3 separate regions of the Sus scrofa genome follow, and all the other regions are linked to region 1. Evidence: chromatin contacts called from public HiChIP or PLAC-seq and promoter capture Hi-C data. All regions are on one chromosome and are shown on one strand. The core of a region is the stretch at or near the end of the contact, and the rest is flanking DNA. Distances in the headings are between cores, read along the strand shown.

The links. Promoter capture Hi-C pulls out the DNA fragments that hold promoters and counts their contacts. HiChIP or PLAC-seq counts read pairs in DNA pulled down with a chosen protein or histone mark.
Region 2: a contact with region 1 is called in a promoter capture Hi-C map of fetal liver, with 3 times the contacts expected there. The contact joins the promoter of ZBTB37 here to the promoter of PRDX6 in region 1. A contact is called at or near these places in 2 of 5 promoter capture datasets (fetal liver and liver), 3 of 47 Hi-C or Micro-C datasets (heart right ventricle, mesenteric adipose tissue and skeletal muscle) and 1 of 2 datasets of contacts at active chromatin or transcription factors (alveolar macrophages).
Region 3: an H3K27ac HiChIP or PLAC-seq map of alveolar macrophages shows a contact between it and region 1. The contact joins the promoter of RC3H1 here to the promoter of PRDX6 in region 1. A contact is called at or near these places in 1 of 5 promoter capture datasets (fetal liver), 3 of 47 Hi-C or Micro-C datasets (alveolar macrophages, heart right ventricle and liver) and 1 of 2 datasets of contacts at active chromatin or transcription factors (alveolar macrophages).

What each region holds. Positions count from the first base shown.
Region 1 is chr9:115,855,480-115,858,981 of Sscrofa11.1, reverse strand. PRDX6 (peroxiredoxin 6) reads right to left here and starts at 1,353. Exons shown (of 5, transcript NM_214408.1): 1 at 1,179-1,353. The coding sequence starts at 1,273. It also overlaps a transcript of TNFSF4 not described here.
Region 2 is chr9:116,147,688-116,151,217 of Sscrofa11.1, reverse strand. ZBTB37 (zinc finger and BTB domain-containing protein 37) reads right to left here and starts at 1,984. Exons shown (of 5, transcript XM_013989614.2): 1 at 1,881-1,984; 2 at 1,037-1,237. It overlaps LOC110255511 (a long non-coding RNA gene), which reads left to right and starts at 2,085. Exons shown (of 11, transcript XR_002335927.1): 1 at 2,085-2,220; 2 at 2,905-2,957; 3 at 3,145-3,419.
Region 3 is chr9:116,291,020-116,294,197 of Sscrofa11.1, reverse strand. It overlaps RC3H1 (roquin-1), which reads left to right and starts at 1,743. Exons shown (of 20, transcript XM_005656721.3): 1 at 1,743-2,041.

The sequences.
Region 1 (3,502 bases), core at 104-2,603:
TCTGTCCAAGCACTGATTAATCTCATAAACTTTGCCCTCTGTATATACTACATATACCTGGACACTATATAAAAAGGGTACAAAGCAAAGGTCATAAAGCCTTGGACCACAGTGTAGTGGGGCCACTGGAACTCCAGAAACATAACTAGACACATCTGGGCCGTTTCATGTTAAATGTAATAAACTTAAAGTTTGCTTATTCAGGAGCTGTAAAACCACGGTTACACCCATGTACTCCAAGTCATAGTGGTATGATTGCCAGGCTAGATCATGGGTCAGCGATTCGGCAAGGCTACGTGCTGCTGGAAGCATGGCAGATGGGGGAGGGGGCAGTGAGAGGCACGCAGCTATGAAACAAAAGGGTCTACAACTGGGGAGGTGGGGTGCTCCGGTGCCTGCCATGGATCACTGCAACTGAACGACCTCAGGAAGCCCTTGCCTCAAGGTGTTGCAGGTTCTGGAGTGAAGGACACACCCACACACAGAGTGTTCTGGGATCCTCCCAAAGCTGTTATCAAATCATATTGTGGCCACTGGAGCAGGATCAGGGTAAAAAGTCTTTCAGCTACTTACTTGGCAAGCTAGTGGTTTCAAATTTTTTGTGCAAATACCACTGCAGCAAGCAGAACCCTCAGATAACACGCTGGGCCCTTCCTGAACCTTCAGCCAGCAGCAGTGTCCTCTGACTTTGGCCTTGGACACCCACTTTCCCCAGGGAGCAAATTCCAGAACCGAAGGAGGGAGGTGAGACCCTGGGCACAAGTCCCAGGAACTGACCGCAGATGAGGCTCGGCTCCTGCCTCCTCCCTGTTTCGGCTGAACCACGCTACTTGCAGAGTTTAGAAGACAGAATTAAATAGACAACAAACCCTCCTCTGCACTGGCCTGCAGTTCCCAGGACCTGATTTTGTTCCCCTCCCCCTCTCTAAAGCCAGCCCAGCCATGCGGGGGCCGGGAGGCTGGAGAGGATCAAGTGGCGGGCGCATGGCTGACCAGAGGGTCGCCTCCTCTCAGCGGCGATCTGTCGCCGCGGGGCAGGGCACATAGGAAAGGCACGTGCAGGAACCGGTGCCGGGAGGAGGCGGGCGGCAAGCGGTGGAGGACGGAAGGGAGAAAAAGGGGAAGGCACCTCCGAGTCCGGGCGTAACCCAGGGCAGGGCGACAAACTGGCCACTTACGAGTCTCCCAGAAAGTCGTGGAAACGGATGCGGCCGATGGTAGTATTGGCTTCGAAGTTGGGAGCCTCGTCCCCGAGAAGCAGACCTCCGGGCATGGCGGCAGCAGTGACGCGGGAAGATGAAGAAGCCCAGCAGCGACAGCTAACGGATGGCTGGTTCTAGCCTTGTAGGTGTTGCGGGGAGGAATAAATGGGGCTTCAAGGGGCGGGGCGGGACGGGACAGGAGGGAGCAAGGTGGGCGGGACCAAAGCACAGCCAAGATGGGCGGGGCCGCGGCGGGCGGGAGGGGCGGGGCCAGGCCTTGGCGGGGTGGGCGGGGCCCACGCTGGCGGGCGCGGTAGGAGAGGCCGGAACTGGCGGTAGTCTGAAGCAGGGCTGGGACAGAACAGCCCTGGGCGCGGTCCAACACCTCGCCAGGCCTCTAACCTGCCAGGATCCCTCACGTGACAGGGGACTCAATGACGTCGCCCTCTGGAATCTTGGGGGTGCGTTCTGGGCATTGGAGGTAAAGGAAGCGGAACGCAATAGGAAGGGGAGCCCCAAGGCTGAGAGCGGCCCTGCGGAGCCGCAAGAATCCGCGGAGACCCTCCTGACACCCATTCACGGTCGACTCCCAGCAGAGGGGTCCCGCGACCCCTCCACTCCCTGCTCTCTTAGTGTGAGCGTCTGGAATCCTGACCGCCCCAGCCAGCCTAGCCATCCTGATTTCTGTATCTGAGAATGTGGCAAGACCCAGACATGTGGGGCACCTTACGTCAGAGGAAGTGGCTTTCTTGTTGCAGCAAAAATGCCAGCACCTATGTCAGTAAGTGCTTGGGGGAATGAGAACAAAGTTTTATTTTTATTCCACTCCCAGAGTTCACTATGAATCATAAGCTATTCAACACAGTTATCCTGAAATCTAAATCTAAATTTAAAAACATATTTGTTGTGGTCTATTGTGTGCAAGTCAACTCTTCCACCCAAGAAAGTGGGAAGTTTAGATTCATTTCTTTGCTTTCTGTGTGCCAAGCACAAGGTAGACAAAATGACTGTATTCTTGGAGCTTTCATTATAGTGAGGGAGGCGTAATTAAACAAGAATATGTTAAACAGTAGTAAATCCTATTCAGAGAAAGTAAGGTTATGTGCCACAGGGTGACTGGGGTGCATCTTGAATTGGATAGTCTGGTCTGAGAAAGCCTCTGGGTTAATGTAGGTAAACTATAAGTGGTTACCATTGTCAGCTGCATCCGTTTCCACAATCATCTTAATTTACATAGTAAGTTCTCTGGCAACAGTAGCTATTATTTGGATGATGATAGTAGTTTATGCAATAACCCTTGCGTTGCCGACTATGTGCTAGGCATTGTGCTAGGCCTGCTGATAACAGAGGAGAGATATGGTTTTACAAGGAAGGCAGAGGTATGTACAGTTATGATAAAAACCTAGCGTAAATGCTGATGGAGTTTGGGTGGAGAAGATGGACCAAAATTACCAAAAATTCTCTGGATGGTGGTCCCCAGACTTAGAGAAGGCACATGGCAGTGTGAAGAAAAATGACTCACATACTAAGATTTCAGTTTTCAGTGGAGTGATGTTTTCGTGTGTATGCGTGCCAATCATATTTGCTCAGTTCTCCTGTACAAGGACTTGTAAGATTACTGGTAAAATTTCTTAGCCATTTTAGAAAACTCTGTGAAGCTACTATAATTTAATCTGTAAACCAGTTTGACTCCAAGCTTTGGTTTTAAAAGCTCTATGCTTTAATTCCTTTTGTAGGGGTGAAAGAGAAGAGGAAAAGGAAGGTAATTTGAATTTAAGGCTATTAACAATGTTGTGGAGATAGGCTAGAAAATGCAGATATGCCAAAATTATGGAGAAAGAACACAGAAACATTATAGATCTCTATAAAAGGCATAATTGTAAAACTGTTATATATTAAGCAATAATTTAATAATAAAATAAGATAAATGTCTGTTAGAATTTACAATTCCAGAGATCGCACACTGGCAGTCCTCTTGTACATTGCAGACTTGTTTGCTTTAGCCTTTTCAGCATTTTAAATTCTTTTGAATTAGCTGTCAACATTTAAAATTTTTTTAATTTTTAAAAATTTTCACAAAAATATCTGGATTTCTGTTTCCTAAAAAGTCCCAAGAGCTGGCCACACTGGGCTTATGTTCCACTTGGCAAACAGTGACTGGAGAGTAGCTTCTACCAGTGCGTATATTCCTTATTTTTTCAGAAGGCTCCTTGCTGCTTACTGACATGGTCTGCTGACTTCTACCCCATTCTTACCTGGTTATTTTTCTTAGATTAGAATTAGGAGGAAAATGAATTCTA
Region 2 (3,530 bases), core at 735-3,234, 290 kb before region 1:
AAATTCAAACTATGTCCATACTTTCCTTCTTAACAAGCTATGTAACATCAAAACTGAAGTTCAACAGGGGAGGGGAGCAGTTGTGAGTTCTTATTTTTTAAGTGTTAATCATAAGGTATTTGCACACAATATAAAATCCAGTGACAATTTTTCTTTGTAGAAAGAAAGACAGCTTTTTAAATAATGTTAATTATTCACAGATGGGCTGATGAGACATCCCTTTTCTTAATACTTTACTAGATGCTACATGGGTTATGTTTATTATTTTAAAAAGTGATGAATATCCCACATGAATGTAAGCCATTATTTCTAAACTGAAAAGTCAGAGCCCCAACAAAAAGGATTTGGGTTTAGGACTGGGAGGCAAACTCTAGGTTGGGAAAAATGCCAAGCTGTGTCAGGACTCAAAATGCAGAGAACTTGGAAGTTCCTGCTGTGGTGCAGCATGTTAAGATCCAGGGTTGTCTTTGTGGTAGCATGGGTTTGTTCCCCATCTTGAGAACTTCCATATGCCAGCGGGTGCAGCCAAAAAAAAAAAGAAAAAGAAAAAGAAAAGAAAAGAAGATGCAGAGAACTTGAAGAAGGTCACATTTAGGATTAGGAAAGGGTAGGTAAACCTGCCTCTATCTAAATTCAAAGTTGGAGATTTCAGGGTGGTAACGACACTCTGATTCTGAAATTTAGTTCCCCAAAGCTGTTAATAAAATACAAGTAACAAAGCATTCATCATGTATGGCCAGTATTTTTACATTAAAAGATTTTTTAAAATAGCTGAACCATTAAGCCTGTAACCGCATCCAATAGTCTTCACTGGTTGAGAGTAGTTTGTATAAATCCCATAAAGAAGACATTGACTTGAGCTCAACGTGTTTCCATTTATCCGTAAATTTAGAAGACATTACATGGTTACCTAAGACCTGAAACTTCAGGAATTTATGCTGACTAGCTCACGGTATTGCCCCGCATTTACAACAGACTTATCAGTAAATAGGAAGTGTATACACAGCTTCTGAGAACCAACTTTAGCCAATCTGACCTTTTTCCAAAGCGTTTTGGTTTGTTTTGAAACTTTTAATCCAATAAGAGCCTCTGTCGATGCCATCATGAATTCAGATGTTTATTTTGGAGCCTACACCAGCGCCTTTTTTGTTTGCTCTTTCCGGCAATTCCCCAGTGAGGAGGAAGCCCCTGGAGTAAGTAAGGTCTTTCTCTATCGTCGGCACTGGAGGGGTGACAGCTGTAAAGAGGGAGAATAGGGAACCGCATGGGGTTGGCCACTCTGGTACTTGAGTGGCTTTCGTCGCCTTTAGGAGACGGGGAAGGGGAAACGAGCAGAAGATAGAAATGCCACCAAGGACCAGAAGCGAAAAGGGGAGCAAGGCGTGCGTGGGGCAGGGGAGCGAGCAATCAGGTGAGGGTAAAGGACCGGGAAGGGGGCGGCGCCCAGGGACCCGATCCAGGCGGTAGGCGTAGGCGGGCGGGGAGCTGCCCAGAGGTGGGTGTGTGTATCTGGGTGTGTCCGGGCTGCCGTGGGGGAGGGGGCCGCCCATCCCGGGGTCCTGAGGGAGGGGCTCGCCGAGGGGGCGGGTCCGGCAGCTCAGCCCGGCCCGGGGCCAAGAGGGTGGAAGGTCTCCCGGTGCCTTGAGGCGGGGTAGGAGGGAAGTGGCTGAACGCCCCAGGAGTACGCTGTGGCGGAGACCAGGCGAACCGGCCCCAATGCAGGGCAGCAGGACCCGCTTGCGAGGCCCGAGCCCAGTTAAGGAGCAGCACCTACCTCCGGGGGTGGAAATGGGCCGGAATGGGCCGGAACACCGTCCCGGAAGTGAAACCCCCCACCCCCTCCCCCAGAGCGGGCTACGTGCCGGAAGGAAATCACTCACCCTTACACCGCCCCTCTCCCCCCTCCCCCAGCGCTTTCCGTCCCTCGCGCCCCCTCCCCTCTCTTCTTTTCCTCCTCAGTCGGTAGGAGGGCGGGCGCTCTGTGTCACGTGGCCGGCCTGTCCACGCCCACAACGGCGAGCAGGAGCTGGTCAAGAGGTGGGGCCAGGGGGGAGCTTAGCGGACGGAAAGGAGCTACGGTTGGAGGAGGAGACTGAGGGAGGGGGAAGACTGGAGAGGGATGCTGGCGGAGAGAATGCGTCGTGACGTCACGGAAAAGAGTCCTTATATACTGGCGCCTGGGCGCCATCTCAGTCTTTCGAGGCTGCGGGTTGGCTCTTGGTGAGTGTGTTTTCTTTGTTTAAGTAAATTCTTGGTCTGAGGCCTCCAGTTTTTGGCAGTTAAAATCGCCAGTCCCTTTTAGGCCAGTCGCAGGCCTTCGCAGGGCTCAGAAGATAAGAATGGTGGAGCAGTGCGCCTTGGGTGGCCGGCGTGGCCTGATTTGTATTCGATTTGTTGGGTCGCACTGCGGAAAAACCTCGGCTCGGGGCCCTGCCTCTGATGAAGCCTGTGTTGGTAGGGACATCTGAGACTTGATGAATGCCAACGGCTCTGATGGCGGTGCTTGCCGAGTTGCCGAGCGGGTTTCTGTTAATGCCTTCTGCTCTTGCCTCTTCCCGTCTCTCAGTAAGGCCACGTGAGCCTCTAAATGGCTGCATTCCCCATTGCAGCATTTTAGTGCCCTCAGAATGCTCCTGTGAAATTTTGAGTGGTGTAGTAAAAGACCTGCAAACATGATGGGGAGACGACAATGATTAGATGTGGGGAAAAAACGAATTTTGGGAGTTCTTTGATGGCCTAGCAGGTTGAGGCTCCTGCATTCTCTGCGCTGTGGTTCTGGCTGCTGCTGTGCCGCGTAGGTTCGATCCCCGGACCAGGAATGCCCAGACACTATACTGCATGTGTGGCAAAAAAGAAAATACAAAAGAAAAAAATCTAATTTTGAAAATCCCTAATCTTTTCTAGGAATGGTGCTAGGGATGAATGCAATGTGGCTTTTGATGGCTTCTGATGGGCAGGTAAGAAACAGCTAAATGGAGAAGAATGGGATCTGCTTAGGTGATTTTTTTGTTAAGCCTATGATGGTTAAAGAGTAGTGGGCAGAAGGAATTTCTGAAAAATTCAATTCTGAGGCTTAAATTCTTAAGATATTAATGGTTAGCTTAGCAACGCAGTATGTTTCATTAGATTTCCTTTGTTTTCTAGCTAAGCGCCCAGGATATGAGAATCGCTGCTGGGGTGAGTTATAGAAATTCCCTCCACCAGGGGTGTTAGGTTGACAATTCCTTTGTGCCATAATGATGACATTTTATTTGCTACTCTTGACAGTGAGGATGACGAGAATCCTTACCACCATTATTCTAACTGAGGCACACAAAACAGTGGTTTAGAGGACATAGAAATTGCTCCTAAGCTTACATGAAACTGTTTCTTCCCAGGTTGTAAAGCGCAAGCTTAACACTGTATTTGTGGGCAAAAAGGTGAGAAACCTTTTTAAAGTCTATATACCCAGTGCTGTCCAATTCTTTGTATTTTTAGGGGTTGACAAATCACCAAATCAATGTTGATGGTTAAATTAGCGTTTTGCTCCC
Region 3 (3,178 bases), core at 494-2,993, 430 kb before region 1:
TCATTAAAATGAATTTTGGGATGCTCCTCCATTTTAAACATATTTTTAACTGAAATATTTATGAAATACAAATAAATTTAACTTAAAAATCATATTTTTAAGGGAACTGTGAAGAAGGTCTACCAATTGAAATGCAACTATTAATAGTTCAAAGAAATTAAAATATCTATGTTGATTTATGAAGTTGGGTTACTTGTTTCACCTAGACAGGGAAGTTGGCATGTTTGCCTAGCAACAGCCGCTAAAACCTTCTGTTGTGGAAGGTTCCCTAGTAGTGAGAAGGGAGGAGGAGGAAAAACTGGAGGAACGGATTAATCTGTTTTCCCCAGCAGGGGACTGAGGCCTGGCTGGAGAAGGGAAAGGCTATCCAAGAGATAGACTTTAGATTAGCACACACTAACCTAATCCTCCCATGGTAGCTACAAGTTTGCTCATTGTAGGACTGCGACCACTATTTAAGGGGTTGAAGAGATGCTTAGAGACCTAGCCCACTTCAAAGAGAGGAAATTCCAATCAGTTGAAAGACATCAATGGATCTTCTGAAAAGAAGCTGAAATCTGTGTAGCAAGAGGGTGTTAGCAACTAAAAAGAACTTCCCTGCTCAGAGTTTAGGAAGGTGTGTGATATATTTACAAATAATATAAAAACGCTATCTTTTATAGTGATTTGGTTTATTACCTTAAAGTCAGGAGCTTCTTTAAATATAGTACTTCTCTTGGTATTGGTGATATATGCAATGAAGAAAGGACTGGAAAGCAAAAATTTCTGCTCCCTTGACCAAGACCTGAAGTAAAAAGAAAAGAACATGATAATGCAGAGAAATATTGACTGGGTGCTTATTTTTAAGGACCATCTCTCTCCTCTCTTCCAGATGATTTATTTTGAAGTTAGGATGTATGGTATGAAAAGAATTCCATTTCTCTCTCTCCCTCCTGCATGTGACAAGTTCCTGGGCCAGGGATTGAACCCACGCCACAGCAGTGACCCAAGCCACTTCAGTGACAATGATGGCTCCTTAACCTGCTGCACCACAAGGGAACTCACATTTCTCTCCTTTCTTAAAAGCAAGTATTTGGCTAAACTGAATCATCTTGAAGTGGTCTCCCATTATCCCAAATCAAAATGCCTTGTTTTCCTTGAGAGAAGAAATTTTCAATATCGCATGACTAACTTTTAGATCCAAGAGCTCTTCTATGGGCCCAATTTTTTTCTGTCCTCCCTTAGACAGCTCTTCACTGGTCACACAGGTCTGGAGAGACATTTTGGGGCCGTGAATGTCTGGCCTTTGGGTGGTTTAGACCTGTTGGGAGCCTGAACTCTTTGGGAGCTCTGTGAGAAAAGTGACCAGGGCCAAGCTGGTTAATCAAGAACCATGATAAAATGAGATAAGAACAAATTCTCCTGGGGTGGATGAGAGAGGTGAAAAAGAAACAACAGTATAGGGAGGAGCTGAGAAAGCCAAGGGCGTAGAGGTAAGCACGGGATTGGCTGGAAACCTCAGAAATTTTGCAGTTCACCCTCGCTGTCTGGCCTCTTGCCCGGCTGGGCTCCAAGGCGCTGGTGGACCAGTTTTTCGGCTCAGGGCGTGGGTGCGCTCCGGAAGCAGGCAGCGAGCGTCGCCACCCTCCCTCCGGGGCGTTGGCGGCCGGTGACTCAGAGTTTTGCTCCGGCGCCCGCCCCGCCCTCCTCTTGCCCCGCCTTCGGAGGGAGGAGCCTCTCCCTCGTCTCCGCCCCAGTCTCTGGGGCGGGCCGGAGCCCGAGGAAGAGGAAGGGGGCGAGGACAACGAGCGACCGGGCGGGGGCGGAGGAGGAGGAGGAAGAGGAGGCAGACCAACAAGATGGCCCCTGCTGCAGGAGCAGCCTCAGCAGCAGCAGGTGGGAAGCCGGAGGCGGCGCTGGCGGTAGCAGCGACGGCCGTGGCCCGGCGGCCTGGGACAGAGTCAGAGTCGACGGTGGCGGCGGCGGCGGCGGTGGCTGCCCCGGCGGTGGCAACGGCCGCGGGGACTCGGAGCTGAGAGGAGCTGCTGCTCGGATCAGCGCGGTGAGCGAGCGGCAGGCGGCGGCGGCGGCGTGGGGAGCGGGGCGGCCACGGCCAGGCCTCGGTCGGGAACAATAGGCAGCCGCGGCGGGGTAGAAGCTGTCCTCCGCCGCCCTCGGCTCCTCGGCCGTAGCGTTCGCCCGCCCCGCCTCAGGCCCCGCCGGCGGCGGCGGGGTGGGGGGGGCCTTGTCAGTGTCCGGCGTCCTTTAGGCCTCAGGCCTCCGCGTGCCGCCGGAAGGGCCTGGCGGGGTGAGTAGGCCGTGGGGAGGTGCAGACGCCGCCCTGGACGAGGGAGGTCGAGGGAGGCTCCGGCCTGAGGGAGGGGGCCGCAGGGCTGCTCAGCCTCTCTGTTAGTCCGAGGGCCTCGGCCGGGAGGCGGGTGAGCACGGGAAATGCTTTTTGGACCCTCAGTCTGTGGGGGTGGGGAAGGTGAAGGCGTCTGTAAACAGGCGCCGCCTCTGCTTCCCTGCACCTCGGGAGCTCCCTTCTGCTCCTTAAGCACTGTCCTTCCTCAGCCCATTGGGTTTTACTACGTCTGTTTCCCTGGAGCTACTGCAGATTGAGCCTGATAGTCTTTCTTCCCGGCGGTGATAGGAAGGTTATGTTTGCAGGTGTCTTTCAAAAAATATTTTTGGTGCAACAAAAACAAACCTACAAGGTAGATGTGATTTTCGACGAGAGCTAGAGAGAGCCAAAGGATGATCCTCTTTAAACACTTCTGGGTATCAATTGTCTCTAAACATCAGTTTTGCCTATGTCCTGGGTGAGAGTGAAACAAGGGCTCTTTTGGAGCAGTAAATAATATAACTCTTGACATCCCAGAATAGTCCCTGAAACTGGAAACAAAGCCACTTAGTGCTACGCGAAGACAAATTGTAATGCTTGAATAGAACTTTTCTTCAAAGGGACTGTTTTTGAATTATTAATGTGCTGCATAACAAGCAACGTTAACTAGCATAAAATGGACCTAGTGAAGCGTTTCTTTGGGAGACAGAAGTCTCTAGGCTAGAATTTCTTATGTCTCTAAATAATTTTCAAAAACTAGGAGCAACTGTTCTGCTTTGAAGGTTTAATCTTATCAAGAGATAGCTCCTCATTACAGTTGCCCTGCATAGTGGTGTTTGAAAACTTCAGCAGTTA